Linked DNA regions of Mus musculus: region 1 is linked to region 2. Evidence: chromatin contacts called from public promoter capture Hi-C data. All regions are on one chromosome and are shown on one strand. The core of a region is the stretch at or near the end of the contact, and the rest is flanking DNA. Distances in the headings are between cores, read along the strand shown.

Region 1 (2,831 bases), core at 81-2,580, 72 kb after region 2:
TTGTCAGTTGATCAATCTGTCTGTTTGCTGAGTATGTAGGCAGGCACCCCAGACAGAAACACTTAAATGGCTGAGACCGCTCAGCCTGTGCTGCCCGGATACCCTAGGGCAGGAGTCTCCGGAGGAGAACTTGTGTGCTGTTGGCATTATAGTTTCTGGGTTAACTTTGCTAGCACTGACATCTTTGGTGCAGGCCCAGAAGGTTGTAAGAGTCTAGTCCTAAAGTTCTGTATTCAGAGTCCCAGACCCAGCTAGGAGGCCCAGGCTGTGACCAGATCTGCATGAGGTGCCTGGAGAAGGAGGGGCTTCCAGTCACTGCACAACTAGAGTTCTGTCATGCAGCCTAAGAGATACAGACCCCAGCTCATGGCTAGAGGATGCCTCAAGTGGACTCTGGCCCACACATGCCTGCTGAACTCAATGAGGCCATCACTCATTCCAGCATCATGACTTCCACCCTGTTGCCATTGAGAGTCAAAGATGAGCACTCGTTAGGGACAGAACAGTGCTCTGGAGGCCTCCACTCCTACAGCTGTGATTTAGGTATTTGTCACCAGAAGCCAGCCACCTAAGCCCCGTAGACCTTGGTTGGCCCTGGGAGAAGGCCATGTGTCAGCAGTACCACGACTCACATAGCTTCATTTCCTGTCACACCTGCCTCTCAAAACTATTGAGGGGCACGGAGAAACCAAGATGGCCACACAGCCAGGAACAATGTGGGGTTGGGCATTGACATGCCCCCCCCCACACCCCCCGCCCGTTCTTAAGGCTGAATGGCGGCTGTGCCTGGAGAGAGTGCTGCGAGGCAGAAGGCAAGCTAGTGTTTCAGCGTCTTCTGTTACACTGAAGCTTTTCAAAGAGTGTCTGGGGCTGCTGAATGTGCCTCTCTTGCTCTCCAAGGCAGACATTCTACACAAAGGGGGCTCTTGTCCTGCACAGGCCCCTTCTGGGAAGAAAAGCCATTGTCCAGGACAGGGCCGCCCAGCAGGCGGTGCATGCTCCACTGCCCACCACCGCGCCCGTCCAAAGGGGCCTCATTCAAGCTTGTCTGCCTGGATTAGCAAGGACTCACGACTCAATGTGCTGCGATATTTCATGTCGAGGGCAGCGGCTGGCTCTGGGCAGAATCAATGCCTGCTTTTGTCTGCCGAGTTATTTTATTTACATTTTTAAAACAGCTTATCAAGGTAAAAAGATAGCTTTGCAAAAAAAAAAAAAAAAAAAAAAAAAGTGTTTGGCTTCAGGCCAGCACAGAGGTAGGAGTACGGGCTGGCACTGGGGTCCTAGGCCAGCCATGCAGTCTGGTCCTAAGCCAGCCTGGGCACCTGCCCAGCCCTCCTGCAGTTCAGGGGAGTGGGGGAGCAGGGGAAACTTATACTTCCAGAAGCCACAACCCTAGCCCCTCTGGATTTCTTGATTGTTTTCCTGAGGTTCCCTCCCGGCTACTCTGACCCAGCTGGCTGTACAGCTCTGAGTGTCCCACCTGGGCAGCAGAGGGTCAGGAAAGGGGTCCTATTACCTCCATCTGTTTTCAGCCTAGTCCTGACCTCTCCCTCCTGTGGAACCGTATCCAAGCCTTTGTACTGGACAGGCAGGGATCTTCACTGAGAGCCTGGGCTTGCCAGGTCACCCATGCACTGGTCTATCATGATCTCAGAGAAGATTCAGCAGAAATGGCCAGAGACCCATCCTAGGCTGGTCTGACCAAAATAATAGGCCACAAAGATCCCTGAAGCTCAAGCTAGGCCAAAGCCAGGGCCCTTCCTGGAGGAGGTGGCTCTGGGTTCTGCTGCCTCCCCTCACCCAGCAAGGGCAGCTGACAGTAGCTAAATAGGAGTGGGACGGCGTCTCTCTTGCCCTAGCCCCTGCCCAGGTAGGCTATGAAAATAAAACAAACAAACAAACAAACCTCTTCCAAAACACCCCACTGCCTCTACAGATCCACACTGTGGATAATGGGACTTCGAACCTAGGAGTGCTGGCTGCACACCAGGCCACCTGGCCACTAGAGGGCAGCCTAGGTGCGTGGGGAGAGCCTGCCTGGCATATATAAACTAGCCTAGTGACCCCATATAGAAAGCATAACCGTGCACCTCTAGCTCCCAGAATGCTCCTGGTCAGCCCATCTACCTAACAGATGAGGCTTGAGCCTCCACACTTAAGAAGCACAGCCCACCCTGAGACAAGCCTCCCAGTCAGGGGGTTTGGGTCCCATTAAGAGCCGGGCTTAGGGAAGACTGACCATCTGGAACATCGCTAGGACACTAACAATGCAGTTGAAGTTGTGGGAAGCCCCAGACCCTTCACCCACTGCCCCTCACCATCTCACTCAGACTTCCTTCTCCCCGAGCCACTTGGCAGAGAGTCTGAACCCACAGTCGGAAGAGAATAGCCCAGTCCTTGGCTCCCCTGTCTCTGATGAAGCCAGGTCAGGCCCAGGGGAGGGAGGGGCCTTAGGGGACTCTGAGTGGGCCTGATCCTAACATGATGTGTGTATGGGGTGCTGCACATCCCTAGTTTCCCTGGATCCTGCAGCTTCTGGAGGATCTGTGACCCAGAAGGCCCTTGTGTGAAGCTGTAGGTATCTCCTGGTGATCACGTTCCGTCCTCCTCTAAGCCCTGCATGCAGATCCTAAGACTATCCTCATATTCTGTATTTCTCTTCAAACCATGCATACCTTCCCCCTGCCCTGAGATCATCCCACGCTCTGTGCCCCATGGGACCTGGTGAGGCCAAGCCCCCTGGATAAGAGCCAGCTATGGAGGCATTGGGTCAGCACAGGGAAAGCCCAGCCCGGACCCCTTGGGCTAGATGCCGCCAAGCCTTTCCC
Region 2 (3,133 bases), core at 548-3,047:
GGACCTTGCTGAGATTGTGTCACGGATTGAGCCGGCCAAGGTGGCTGCAGTGGATGGTGAGTAGATGTCTGGAGAGTGGGACAGGAAAGAGGTGGTAGGACTCCACTACACTAGGCCCTCACTCTTGCCCTTGAAGAAGTCACCAACTCTTGAGCTCTACTGGCCAAGAAGCTCAGTACTGCTTCTCCATGTGTCAAGACCCAGAGCCCATCTGTCCAGTTCCCACCACATGGGATTGCCTCCTAGGCCACTCAGGCTTCCCCCTCATCACTCCATAGAGCATCCTAACCACACCACAGACCTTAAGGGGAACCTACTGGCAGAGGAGGCCTTAGGAGGCCCGAGGGCCACATCCAACAACATGGCTCTGATCTACAACCCTGCAATGGGGCCCCCCATCTTGCAACAGAGCAACATGTTCTGCAGAATTCCCTGCTGCATGTACCATCTTAAAGAAGAACTTGAAAGGTGCTCTGGAGTCTTCCCAGGGTGAGAGCCCCAACACTGAGCTGAGTTTGTGCTGGTCTCCTTACACAACTCTGACCCGGCCCCCATGTGTGGTTAGGGAGTAGGTGAGGAGGGTCATGTTTTTGTGAAAAACACACAGGACACATTGTGGCGTGAGATGAACAAAGGCGCCTGTGAAGTGTTGCTGGGTCTGGAGGTTCCTCTGGCAGCCCTGGCACTGGGCAGCTCTCTGGGAACTGTTACAGTGGGGCTGGGCATGGCCATGTTCTGCTTCCCTTTTAGCCTTGCTTGGCACAGCCACTGTCCTTGGAGAGAGGACCAATGGAGCCCTCTCTTCTGCTCTAGATGAGTCTGACTATCAGACCGAGTATGAGGAGGAACTGCCAGCCATCCCCAAGGAAACGTATGCTGACTTCCAGAGCACTGGGATTGAGCTAGACTCTGACTCGGTGAGGTGCTGAACCCTGCCTTGCCTGTGCCGGACTCTGAGGTCCCCAAACAGGGCCTGCCCCTGGTCCCTGACTCTGGGCTAGCTACTGGTTTTCCCACTCCAGGTGATACAGTCTGGGGTCGGGCAAGCCCCCACTTTGCATATCTTGACCATGTCTGATTTGCTTCCAGGAATATGAGCCTTCGATGTTGCAAGGACCCCCCAGCTTGACTTCCCCAGAACAGTCCCAGGACTCCTTCCCTTGGCTCCCTAATCAAGATGACCAGGGGCCAAGACTGGAACATCCTTCCTGACTGGATAAATAAATAAAACACCTGGGCCTCACCCTTAGACTGAGGCTGCACCCATTCCTTAGAGGCTACTTCAGTTGCCTGACAAGATCAAACTGGATGATATAGCCATCTGGCTTCTTCCAGAGACATGGGCTGTGTTATTGGAGTCGTGGGCCTCTTCACTTCCCCGGCACCCTTGTATCCCCACAGCAGTACTGAGGAGCACGGACGCCTCTGTGAGGCATGGGAAGGTGGGATTGTTGAACTAATAAACGTTAATCTGATTGTGTGGCTATTTTACTCTGGTGTAAAGGTTGCAGGGGCAAAGAGCTAAGTGGACCTGAGGTCGGGAAGGTCAGTGGGTGATCTCTTGTTCTTTCAGGACCCTTTTGCTTCCAGGCAGCAACTCTAGGCTGGGCTAGGATGCTCCGGGTCTGAAGGAAACTAGGGTTTCCCCCTAAATCAAGGGTTTCTTTGGGCATACACAGGCCCTGGCCTAAGTGGAAGGGCATCACTTTTATGCCCCCAAGAAGAAAGCCTCCGGGAGGAGCCGCCTTTTAGCCACGCCCTTATCTGTCATCATGGGGGTGGTGCCAACTCAGGCTCAGCGTCAGGAGGCGGAGCACCGCCCCCGGGTCCAGCCGCGCTCTCCTACAGTGGCTGGACGCGCTGGGCGCTGGGTGCGGCCATGCGGGGCCTGGGCCTAAGTCTGACCCTGACCCTGAGGCTGAGACCTAGCGCGACCTCAGGCGCCGTACGGCTCCCCCGGCAGAGGCGGCGGGCGCGAGGCGCGCTCTGAAATCCGGGGGATGCGCGGGCGCCGTGACCATGGGTGCCGCCGCCTCCAGGAGGAGGGCGCTGAGGAGCGAGGCCATGTCCTCGGTAGCGGCCAAAGTAAGGTGAGTGGGCCGGGCTGACCGGCTACTGCTGCCGGCTACCCTCTGTGGTATGTGCTGCTACCCCAATGCCCTGTGATCTTCCTGTTCCGGAGTGGGCATTGGGCCTTAAAACCTGACGCCCACAGGCTGGGCAGATTAGACAGAAAGTAGTAGGAGGTCTCTGACCAGGATGCCCTGGCACTCTGTGGTGGGTGGGAAGAGCCCACCTCTTCTCATGTTGATGTGGAAGGCCTGGGTGGGGGTAAGTATGGTAGGGAGGGTCTTGCCAGTATTGGAGGCTGGTAGCCAGCTTGTACTGACCCGTGTTCCCTCTGCTTACCATGCAGAGCAGCCCGAGCGTTTGGAGAGTACCTGTCCCAGAGTCACCCTGAGAACCGCAACGGTGCAGGTAGGCACACTGGAAACAAAAGGCTGTTCTGGGTGAGTCCTCTGCCCCAGGCCAAGGCCAGGACCAGGACCAGGGCCAGGGCCAGGGCCAGTGGAGTGTGAGCCAGCCCAGGTACCTTGCTGGCCTGTCTACCTCACATCCCTTGCCCTCCAGGGCCCAGAACCCTAGGAGGAGCTCCAGTCACCCATCTCCATGGCGCCCTCCCAGCCTGGGTTGTTGGCATGGCAACAGGCCTCTTGGCACCCCCAGGGCTGGCACCACTGTCTGGGGGCCAGCTGGTGGGGGGAGGGGAGGAATTGGCACCAGGCAAATGGGTGTATCTGCAGGCTCTTGGGGGGATATCGGCCTGTCTATTCTTAACTTCTGATGATTATGCACAGGTAGTGAGGCCTGCCTGCCGCCCCAATCCTCACTCTCACAAGGGCTTCAGGCCCAGATAAGCAGAGAAACAGGCCACCTGGTAGAGCCTTCTCTAGTAACCTCAGCCCCCTCATTAAGGTTGGGGCTTGTTGAGTGTGCCAGAGGACCGGGAGGGTAGACCATCAGGCTGAAGGTTCACCTGATGCCTTTCCCTAGACCACCTGCTGGCTGACGCCTACTCTGGCCACGACGGGTCCCCAGAGATGCAACCTGCACCCCAGAACAAGCGCCGCCT

What was found. Promoter capture Hi-C pulls out the DNA fragments that hold promoters and counts their contacts.
Region 1: a promoter capture Hi-C map of neural stem cells shows a contact between it and region 2. The contact joins the enhancer-like site here to the promoter of Nsmf in region 2. A contact is called at or near these places in 5 of 39 promoter capture datasets (the C10 cell line, embryonic stem cells, hematopoietic stem and progenitor cells and 1 more), 2 of 484 Hi-C or Micro-C datasets (both in nephron progenitors), 4 of 115 datasets of contacts at active chromatin or transcription factors (the HPC-7 cell line, the SCID.adh cell line, embryonic stem cells and 1 more) and 4 of 9 other capture datasets (adipose tissue, liver, macrophages and 1 more).

Annotation. Positions count from the first base shown.
Region 1 is chr2:25,125,386-25,128,216 of GRCm38.p6, forward strand. All of the region lies in intron 2 of Gm13387 (predicted gene 13387), which reads right to left. Among named protein-coding and RNA genes, the nearest start is that of Gm13387, 19 kb to the right of the region's middle. RefSeq lists an enhancer at 1-2,705. Within about 2 kb of position 1,331, at least 75 of the 459 cell types and tissues checked have an H3K27ac peak or open chromatin away from gene starts, as enhancers often do. A contact at or near this core is called in the SCID.adh cell line, liver, nephron progenitors and 2 more, where this site is marked.
Region 2 is chr2:25,052,582-25,055,714 of GRCm38.p6, forward strand. It overlaps Nsmf (NMDA receptor synaptonuclear signaling and neuronal migration factor), which reads left to right and starts at 1,798. Exons shown (of 16, transcript NM_001039386.1): 1 at 1,798-2,090; 2 at 2,417-2,478; 3 at 3,055-3,133. The coding sequence starts at 2,020. It overlaps Pnpla7 (patatin-like phospholipase domain containing 7), which reads left to right. Exons shown (of 35, transcript NM_146251.4): 33 at 1-56; 34 at 814-917; 35 at 1,090-1,491. The coding sequence ends at 1,212.